3 separate regions of the Sus scrofa genome follow, and all the other regions are linked to region 3. A link is a contact called in public Hi-C data. All regions are on one chromosome and are shown on one strand. Each heading gives the region's core, a stretch centred on a gene start, on an enhancer-like site or on the middle of the called end of the contact. The rest is flanking DNA. Distances are from core to core; before and after follow the strand shown.

What was found. A called contact is a pair of places that touch in the nucleus more often than the background predicts.
Region 1: a contact with region 3 is called in a Hi-C map of liver, with 7 times the contacts expected there. The contact joins two enhancer-like sites. A contact is called at or near these places in 1 of 5 promoter capture datasets (liver), 4 of 47 Hi-C or Micro-C datasets (fibroblasts and liver) and 1 of 2 datasets of contacts at active chromatin or transcription factors (skeletal muscle).
Region 2: a contact with region 3 is called in a Hi-C map of liver, with 4 times the contacts expected there. The contact joins two enhancer-like sites. A contact is called at or near these places in 1 of 5 promoter capture datasets (liver), 24 of 47 Hi-C or Micro-C datasets (adipocytes, alveolar macrophages, blood and 13 more) and 1 of 2 datasets of contacts at active chromatin or transcription factors (skeletal muscle).

The regions. Positions count from the first base shown.
Region 1 is chr5:77,050,846-77,053,557 of Sscrofa11.1, reverse strand. All of the region lies in intron 3 of SLC38A1 (sodium-coupled neutral amino acid transporter 1), which reads left to right. Among named protein-coding and RNA genes, the nearest start is that of SLC38A1, 25 kb to the left of the region's middle. Within about 2 kb of position 1,282, at least 16 of the 83 cell types and tissues checked have an H3K27ac peak or open chromatin away from gene starts, as enhancers often do. A contact at or near this core is called in liver, where this site is marked.
Region 2 is chr5:77,107,509-77,110,208 of Sscrofa11.1, reverse strand. No RefSeq gene overlaps it. Among named protein-coding and RNA genes, the nearest start is that of SLC38A2, 17 kb to the left of the region's middle. Within about 2 kb of position 1,293, at least 3 of the 83 cell types and tissues checked have an H3K27ac peak or open chromatin away from gene starts, as enhancers often do. A contact at or near this core is called in liver, where this site is marked.
Region 3 is chr5:76,984,238-76,986,937 of Sscrofa11.1, reverse strand. All of the region lies in intron 2 of LOC106510388 (a long non-coding RNA gene), which reads right to left. It also overlaps the pseudogene LOC110260813. Among named protein-coding and RNA genes, the nearest start is that of SLC38A1, 91 kb to the left of the region's middle. Within about 2 kb of position 1,342, at least 25 of the 83 cell types and tissues checked have an H3K27ac peak or open chromatin away from gene starts, as enhancers often do. A contact at or near this core is called in liver, where this site is marked.

The DNA.
Region 1 (2,712 bases), core at 33-2,532, 67 kb before region 3:
CTGATTGGTAGAGATTAAAATAGGAAGATTATCTTTCCTTGTACAACCCATCCTTAACTGGATTGTTGTTGTCGATTTATTTTTGGTTTTAAATAACTGCTCTATATTGCTTGCCTCCCTTCACACTACCTCAGCATAACGCCTACATCCTTTTGAAGGCTTTGTTTATTGAAGGTCAGCACAATAGCCACCGTAGATTTTTGTTTTGTTTTGTTTTGTTTGTGTGCAGAACAATTGGCTCCTTTAAGAGTTGATTGAATTCTGCTTTATGGGTACAGACTGACCTAGTGAAAACGCTTTTTAAATAATCCTTTTATCATCCTGAGACCACACGTCAAAGGCACCACCTCCAATAGCCAATTTTTAAGTCAATAAAGAAGTCTTTGCCAGAGTTCAGTGCTTTTGAACACGCAGTTGCGTTTTTTCATTGGTGAGATAACAGAAACTTGTGATAAGCTGACCTAGTTATTTTAAGTGGACTTTTCCAGTAATAAAAAGGTTAGTTTATTTTGCTTTAAAACAAGAAAAGTTTGCAGAAATGCAAAGAAAAGATTGAAAGGCGAAAGAGAAGAAAAAGTTTGAAACACCCTAAGGAGAATTCAGAGGTTTCTTTGAATATTTCGTTCTTACTAAGCTAGATTTCCCTACAGCCCAGCTCCTCCCTAGTTCCTCAATGGACGATGCACATGGGGTTTATAGAGGTTTTCTCTGAGTTGCTGACGCCCGGGCAGGTACGTAGAAGAATGACCAAAGGGAGTGAGAGCAGGACTCCATCACTCTGGATGCAGGATGAGCTTAGCGACACAGTCTGTGCTACAGAAAAATCATCAGTGCGTCAGAGTCAGAAAACTCAGTTTAAAAAATCAGAGTATCGGCAGAGCCATGAGGACGAGGTCTGTGAGCAGGCAGAAAGGCCTTGGCTGAGAGGAGGGGAGAGTGGATTCCCAGTGGTACTTGTTTTTCAGCTTCTCTTCGCAGAATACCCTGGTCTTAACTTGACCTCACCTCCTCTTGGAAAGACCGTTTGGAAGAGCCCAGGGAGCTTAGGTTGAAACAGGCAAAAATCAAATTCAGCCGTACCTGGAAATTGAAGGGTGGGCAATTTGTCTTGGAAACTTTTTCAGTGAGAGAGGCAGTGAAGATTTTGGGGGAAAACCTATGAAGCCTTGCTGCAGAAAGGGGAAAGAAGAGGCAGAAGGGGGAAGCACTTGACACCGTGTATATTCCCATTCTTTTCAGGGATTACTCACTGCAGTGGCTTGTCGGTCACCTGCATTATTCTCCTCCTGCAGACGTGCTGCAGCAGAGAGCCGGCAATCTTGCAGGGCCTCCTCCTCCCCCCTCCCGTGGCAGTGTTGGAGCCGGCTGGGTGCCCCCGGGACCCCGTGGTACTCGGATCTGGTGCCACTCCTCTACCACTTCTCTGCCACCAAGTCTGGGGAGTGCTGGCAGGCTGGGAACTTAGATCTGCCATAGCAGGAGGTTTATTGGTGTTTGGTTTAGTTTATTTGAAAACGTTCAGGCTTTCCCCTTCATTTAAAAATAATGGAAATTCTCTTTGGAAAGCATTTCCCTACCACGAGGTAGGCAAGCAGGGAGGCTTCTGGATAAAGAGGTGGTAGACTTGAGTTGGTGTCTTAAAATTAACCTGATGACAGACAGTCTTTTATTTAACAGCAACACTAAATCTGAGTCAGTTTCACTTTGGAAAACCCAGCACCCTCCTTTCCTTGGGCTGCCGGTGTGAAAGGGAAGGCTGTTCTCTCTTGTCTCTCGCCAGCCAGATCTGGGAACCTCCGTTCTGTGGGAAGAGGTACAATGGTCAGGGCCAGAGCAGAGCCAAGGCCATACGGGCCTCCAAAGACATTGCTTTCATTATGTCATCTCCTGCCCAGACCCTGCAATGCTGAGTCTCAGGCCTCTGCTTCAAGTTTCCTCTGGCTAATTCCACCCAATAATGGCTTTTTTGCTTTTTTTTTTTTTTTTTTTTTTTTTCTTCTTCTCTGGCTTCCTTATCTCATCTCAGTTTTGCATGGCCTGATGTTCCTTCTTCTGGTGTTAGCTGGTCTGGTTGCTCCAGGCTCTGGGTTTCAGAAGACCAAGGTTTTCTTCGCATCCTTTTCATCTCTGACGGTCACTGGACTGGTCCTAGGCAAAGGCAGAGGCTGCAAGAAATAAACCTCAGGTTGTGCTGCCCCTCCTAGGGGGTGGCCTCTGGGGAAGACAGCACGGATATTGCCTGGCTTTGGTTTAACATGGTGAAATAATGTTAGCCTGAAGAAGTCACACCAGGTAGAAGCCAAACCCCTTGGATGAAAGATAAAAAAGGTAGATAAAGACAGCTGGCGTTGAGGATATATATCTTTCACTAAAAAATGGCTTACTGTGAAATATAGCTTCATTCAAAAAAGCATCAGAGGGAGTTCCCGCTGTGGATTAGTGTGTTAAGAACCCGACTAGTGTCCATGAGGACCTGGGTTCGATCCCTGGCCTTGCTCAGTGGGTTAAGGATCCGGCATTGTCATGAGCTGTGGTGTAGGTTGCAGACGCGGCTTGGATCCTGCGGTGCTGTGGCCGTGACTTAGGCTGGCAGCTGTAGCTCCCATTCAACCTTTAGCCCAGGAACTTCCATGTGCCATGAGGGTGGCCCTAAAAAAGACAAAAGGACAAAACAGAAAAATCACCTAAAAATATAACCTGTAGTTTAAAGCT
Region 2 (2,700 bases), core at 44-2,543, 120 kb before region 3:
CTAAGACAGAGCCGGTGAAGAAATCCATGTGGACAAGAGACCATGTCAAATAATCCATTTCCTGCCCCCCTCAACAGTGATGTCCTCGCCAAGAAGTGCCTTCAGGGTGCTGAAGGTGTGGTCCTTCTAAGTGGGCAGGGTAAGAAACCTTTAAAACCTGTGGACCTTTGGCGCGCTCTAGTTCTGAAGGTCTATCTTTTTGAAAGGACAAGTGATCATAAACCAAGGTACTGAATCATCTGTTTCTCAGAGAGTTGGGGAATTATGCCTAGGCCCTACGTGTATTGAACTTTGAACTTCCAAATATGCTCACTGAAAATGTGGCAAAACCACACATTACTATAGTTTTAAAAATCGAGATACCTGGTCTAAATAGGTACTAAAAGGAACCAAATATCTTGATGATGCCTACGTTAGGGACACTCTTCTGGCAAGCAACAGTTTATTTTTCCTGAGGGGGGAAAAGCACCCTTTAAGTTTTGCCAAATATGTGTTTTCTTCCAGTATCTCCAATCTATTTTAACCTATCATGGAGTCACCTAAGTTCCAAGCCAAAACGAAGCTATGTTTCTTTTTAATTTCCTTTGTATTTCACCATTAAAGTGACTCAAAGTCTCAAGAGATGTGGAACTCATGGTTCACAACCCTTCTGCTCCGGAGAGTGGAGTTGTATTTTTAAACTGATCCCTAAAATAGCAAGACACAAAGAAGGAACTATGTGAAATATGAAAATCTCTTCTCAAAATGCATGAGAGCCTCATAAATTTGAAAACATTCTTCTCTCATAAACTGCTCCAAAAAGAAATGGCTAGTACTTACTGCCTCTGTTGGAGGCAATGAAGCAAGCAGGAGAACATTCCTTCTTGCTTGTGGGGGAGAGGCTAATGAAACAAGGACTCTTTCTTCTCAAACACACACACACACACACACACACACACACACCACACACACAACATGCAAGAAGTAATAAACTTAAAAGGCAACCACAGGTGTTACTACCGGAGTTCCCCCATGACTCAGTGGATTAGGGATCTGGTGGTGTGGCTGTGGCTTGGGATGCTGCTATGGCATGGGTTTGATCCCAGGCCCAGGAACTTCCACATGCCGTGGTGCAGGAAAAGACAAAAGAAAAAAAAAAACCACCATCACAGACTTTAATGCAATATTTATTGAAGAAAAGTTAATAATCAACAATGCCAGGAATTGCTTCAGACTTCTTGTCACTATGCCACGCTGTTTACGGAAAGCTCTCCTGGTCTAGGGAAAAAGCATGACTTTGTATTTGTGCAGAGTTAGGTTCAAGATCTGATTTGCCATTGCTAGCTCTTTCATCTCTAGCAAGTTCCTTTACCTGCCTACACCTAGGTGACATCTTTCGTAATAAAATGTAAACTGCCATCCGTTAGTGCTTACCGCATGCCAGGTACCACACTGAGGGGAATCGCTCAGGTGATCCTGAGGTAGACAGGCCAAAAGTCTCACTGGAGCCATCCAGCTTCAAGTCCAGGACTTTGGGAAGATGTATAGTAGACTCTTCACTGGGGCTGATGTCCCATTATGTCTCCTTAGCTCTGGATGCGATTCTTTTTGCTCCAAGTCCTATAAACTAAAAAGATGTTATCAGCCCTCAATATATTCTTCCTGGGGATCAGAGGCAGGATAAATGCACTAAATACTCCTGGAAGTCCAGGTCTGTAGCCATTCTAAAGTCCTGCTTGGCCAACTTACCCTGGGATGGGATAAATTATTTAATTAGGCTCCAATTCTGTGCCCCATGTGGGACCCTTCGATCCACTTGCCTTCGTAGTCCTTGAATGAAACCTCAGTAAGAGTCCTCCTTTTATCATAGTTACCTTCTCAAAAGTAGAAATTAGTGAATATACTTTCCTTAGGTGTTGGGCAGTTTCTCTTGCCCACTCTCTACTCATAGAAGTTGGGGCCTAAGCAGACAATTTTTCTTTTCTAGGCTAGTGGTCCCTTAAGCATGTTCAACCTTCTGAAAATTTAGTCATAGTCTCATTTGATGCCAGTCAATTTCACAAGCCAATAGCCATACCCACAATTCTTTTCTGAGATATACTTTTTAAAATTTTCTCTTTCTTTTCTTTTTTTTTTTCTCTTTATGGCCATACTTGTGGCATATGGAAGTTCCCGGGCTAGGGGTTGAATTGGAGCTGCAGCTGCCAGCCTACATCACAACCACTGCAATGCCAGATCTGAGCTGCATCTGCAACCTATGCTGCAGCTTGCAGCAACGCTGGACCTTAACCCACTGAGTGGGGCCAGGGATCGAACCCCATCTTCATGAAGGCTATGTTGCGTTCTTAACCCACTGAACCACAACGGGAACTCCTGAGATACACTTCTTTTTAAATTCAAGTTTATTTTGAGATAAAATTAATACATCATAAAACTGCCCCATTTAAAGCATAAGATTCAATGGTTTTTAATATCATCACAAAATTATGTAACTATTGCCAGAAATTACAGAATATTTTCATCTCAAAAAGAAACACTATTCCCTTTTTTCTCTTTTTTTCTCAATTATTCAATTTATTTGAACTAAAAATTAAAACCAAAAGCAATTCACCCATTTCTCCCCTCACTCCATGCCCACCCCCTGCCTCTGGCAACAACCAGTCTCTTCACTGTGTCCAAGAGCTATTTATTATTATATTCTACAGAAAGAGAGATCATGTG
Region 3 (2,700 bases), core at 93-2,592:
ATGCCAGATGATTCTTCAGACTCATTTGAGATGTTTTAAGATACAATAAAAAGTCTATTGACTTAGAACTTTTTCTTAAAAATTAATTAATTAATTAATTATATCTAGACTAGAACCTTACTTACTATAGAGAGGAATCTGGAAAAGAGATTCCATCTTATATATCAAGTGGGTGAAGGGAAGCATCCATGGACAAAGGAAGCTGTCCTCTTAAGGCAGTTTCACCCACACACCAGAACTACAGCACTGCCTGCAAGCAAAGCCTTAAATCAGACTCCCACATAAGATGAGACTGAGATGGGAAACATGTCTTCCACTCCGTCCAAAAAGGCATCCAGCAGGCCCTGCCCTTTAGGGAAATGTCTTGACCTCCCTTTTGGAGAGTGGTCCTTAGGTGGATGGGGTAGAGGCAATATCCTTTCTTGCAGTGGGCAATTAGCCTGATGAAGACTCCTCATTAGTGCCACCCATCACAGGTGAGACATCAAGAGAGGGCTGTCTATTGGAGAGACGTGGCACCCTAAGCAGAGCAGAGACACCTCTCAGTGAGCTCCACAAGCACTAATCCCACATCTGATCGGGAGTAAAGCTGGACTATGTGTGTGAGCACATGCGATACCTGATCTTCCAGGATTCCCCGCATGACCCAAGGACAAATGGCTTGTCTAGGAGAACGTATGAGGAGGTATGAACGTGGCTTTGGACTCAAACTAACTTGGTTGGAATCCTGCCTCTACCATATACAAGTGACTTTGAGTAGGTTAATCTTGCTCAGTCTCAGTTTCCTTGACCACAAAATGGGAATAATCATAGCCATCTCATAGAATGATTGTGAGGAAGAAACCGTTCAGCACATGATAAATGGCTTTGCAAGTAAGCCCAGAATCCTGGTTACCAACTGTCATGATGGTGATCTTGCTTGTGGGCCCAGAGTCCATGTTTCCCCTGAGTTTGCAGCCAAAACAGGTGAGAAAACCCTACTCAGCCAGCACAAAATCACTGTTTATACCAGACTGGAGGCCAGTATAAAAGCTCAAAGAATGTTGTAGTTCGAATCCAAATGCAACCCTCGCTCTTCTGAATCCCCAAAGGGGGTACTCAAGGTGGAGCTGTCACAGAGAGTTTGTGACTAGATCACTGTAGAAAAGCCAAGCAAACTACGTGCTCTAAAAAGGAGTTCTTTTCACAAGAGTAGCAGTTGGCAGAGACTGCTGCCCTCAAGAGTCAAAGCAGGGTGGATTCTCACCAGGGAAGTGTGCCCTTGGCACAGGCTCCTGGCAGAGGGCATAGAATGTTTTGCCATGACGTCAGAGCTGTGGGCGGCTGAGCCACGTAAGCAGGGTCAGCAGGGCCAAAGCTCATGGGTAGAAATGAATGGCAGAGGAAGTGGAAGAAGACCAGTTCCTAAGAAGGATGAAAAATCACATGTACAGTGGGACAGCTGTTTCCTCCAGTGTCTGAGATCATCGTCAGATTCAATCTTTTTTTGTAATAAAATATCACCTCTATTAATGTGCAGATTCCAGGGTGAGATAATCTGGAAAAGCACTAGATGCTGCATAAACGGTCCCTGACATAAAACTAGAAATTACGTATATGGTAATTAGTTTGCTGTACTAAAACCATGAGCCCCAACACGTCCGTCTTGTACCTCATGGCATTAGGCACTTGAGCTATTTTATTGTATTAGCTGTCTTTGGCAGCTGCCCAGTAATACCTAGAGTCAGTCCCTTGCCCCCCAGCCCCGCCTGCTACCATGAAGCCTGTTAAACAAACTTCTTGAGCAATAAGGTCAGGAACAGTGCAACCTTCCTCACCTTCAATCAACCTTTCCTTAATTGGGCAATTAATTTGCCTACGTGTGGTCCTGACAAAAGAGAAATGCCGTTTTGGTTTTCTCAAAGCATGCCATCAAGACTGCAATTCACTCATCTGAGTTCCTGCTTCTTAGTTACACACATAAGACACCAAAGAAACAGGCGCGCCTAGATGTACATATTCTTCATACTTCATCTTTCCTGTATTTTCAGCAAGCCGAGGTTTAAAACCATCAGCTTAAATGAGAACACTCTCACTCAATGGTTAAATGTTACCCTTTTATTGACCCCGAGGTCATTCAGATTTGAGACTGAAACAACAGCCGGAAATGCTCTGTGAGTGATTATATCTGCACAAATACATCTTTTATTTAAAAGAATATTTATTCAGTCATAAAAAAGAATGAAACTGTGCCATCTGCAGCCACATAGATGGACTTAGAGATTACCATAAAAGTTAGTCAGAGAAAGACAAATATCATATGAAATCACTTACATGCGGAATCTAAAAAATGATGCAGATACACCTATCTACAAAGCAGAAATGGACTCACAGACATAGAAAACAAACTTATGGTTATCAAAGAGGAGAGGGGGAGTTCCCGTTGTGGCGCAGTGGTTAACGAATCCGACTAGGAACCATGAGGTTGCGGGTTCGGTCCCTGCCCTTGCTCAGTGGGTTAACGATCCGGCGTTGCCGTGAGCTATGGGTAGGTTGCAGACGCGGCTCGGATCCCGAGTTGCTGTGGCTCTGGCGTAGGCCGGTGGCTACAGCTCCGATTAGACCCCTAGCCTGGGAACCTCCATATGCCACGGGAGCGGCCCAAAGAAATAGCAAAAAGACAAAAAAAAAAAAAAAAAAGAGGAGAGGAGAGAGGGATAG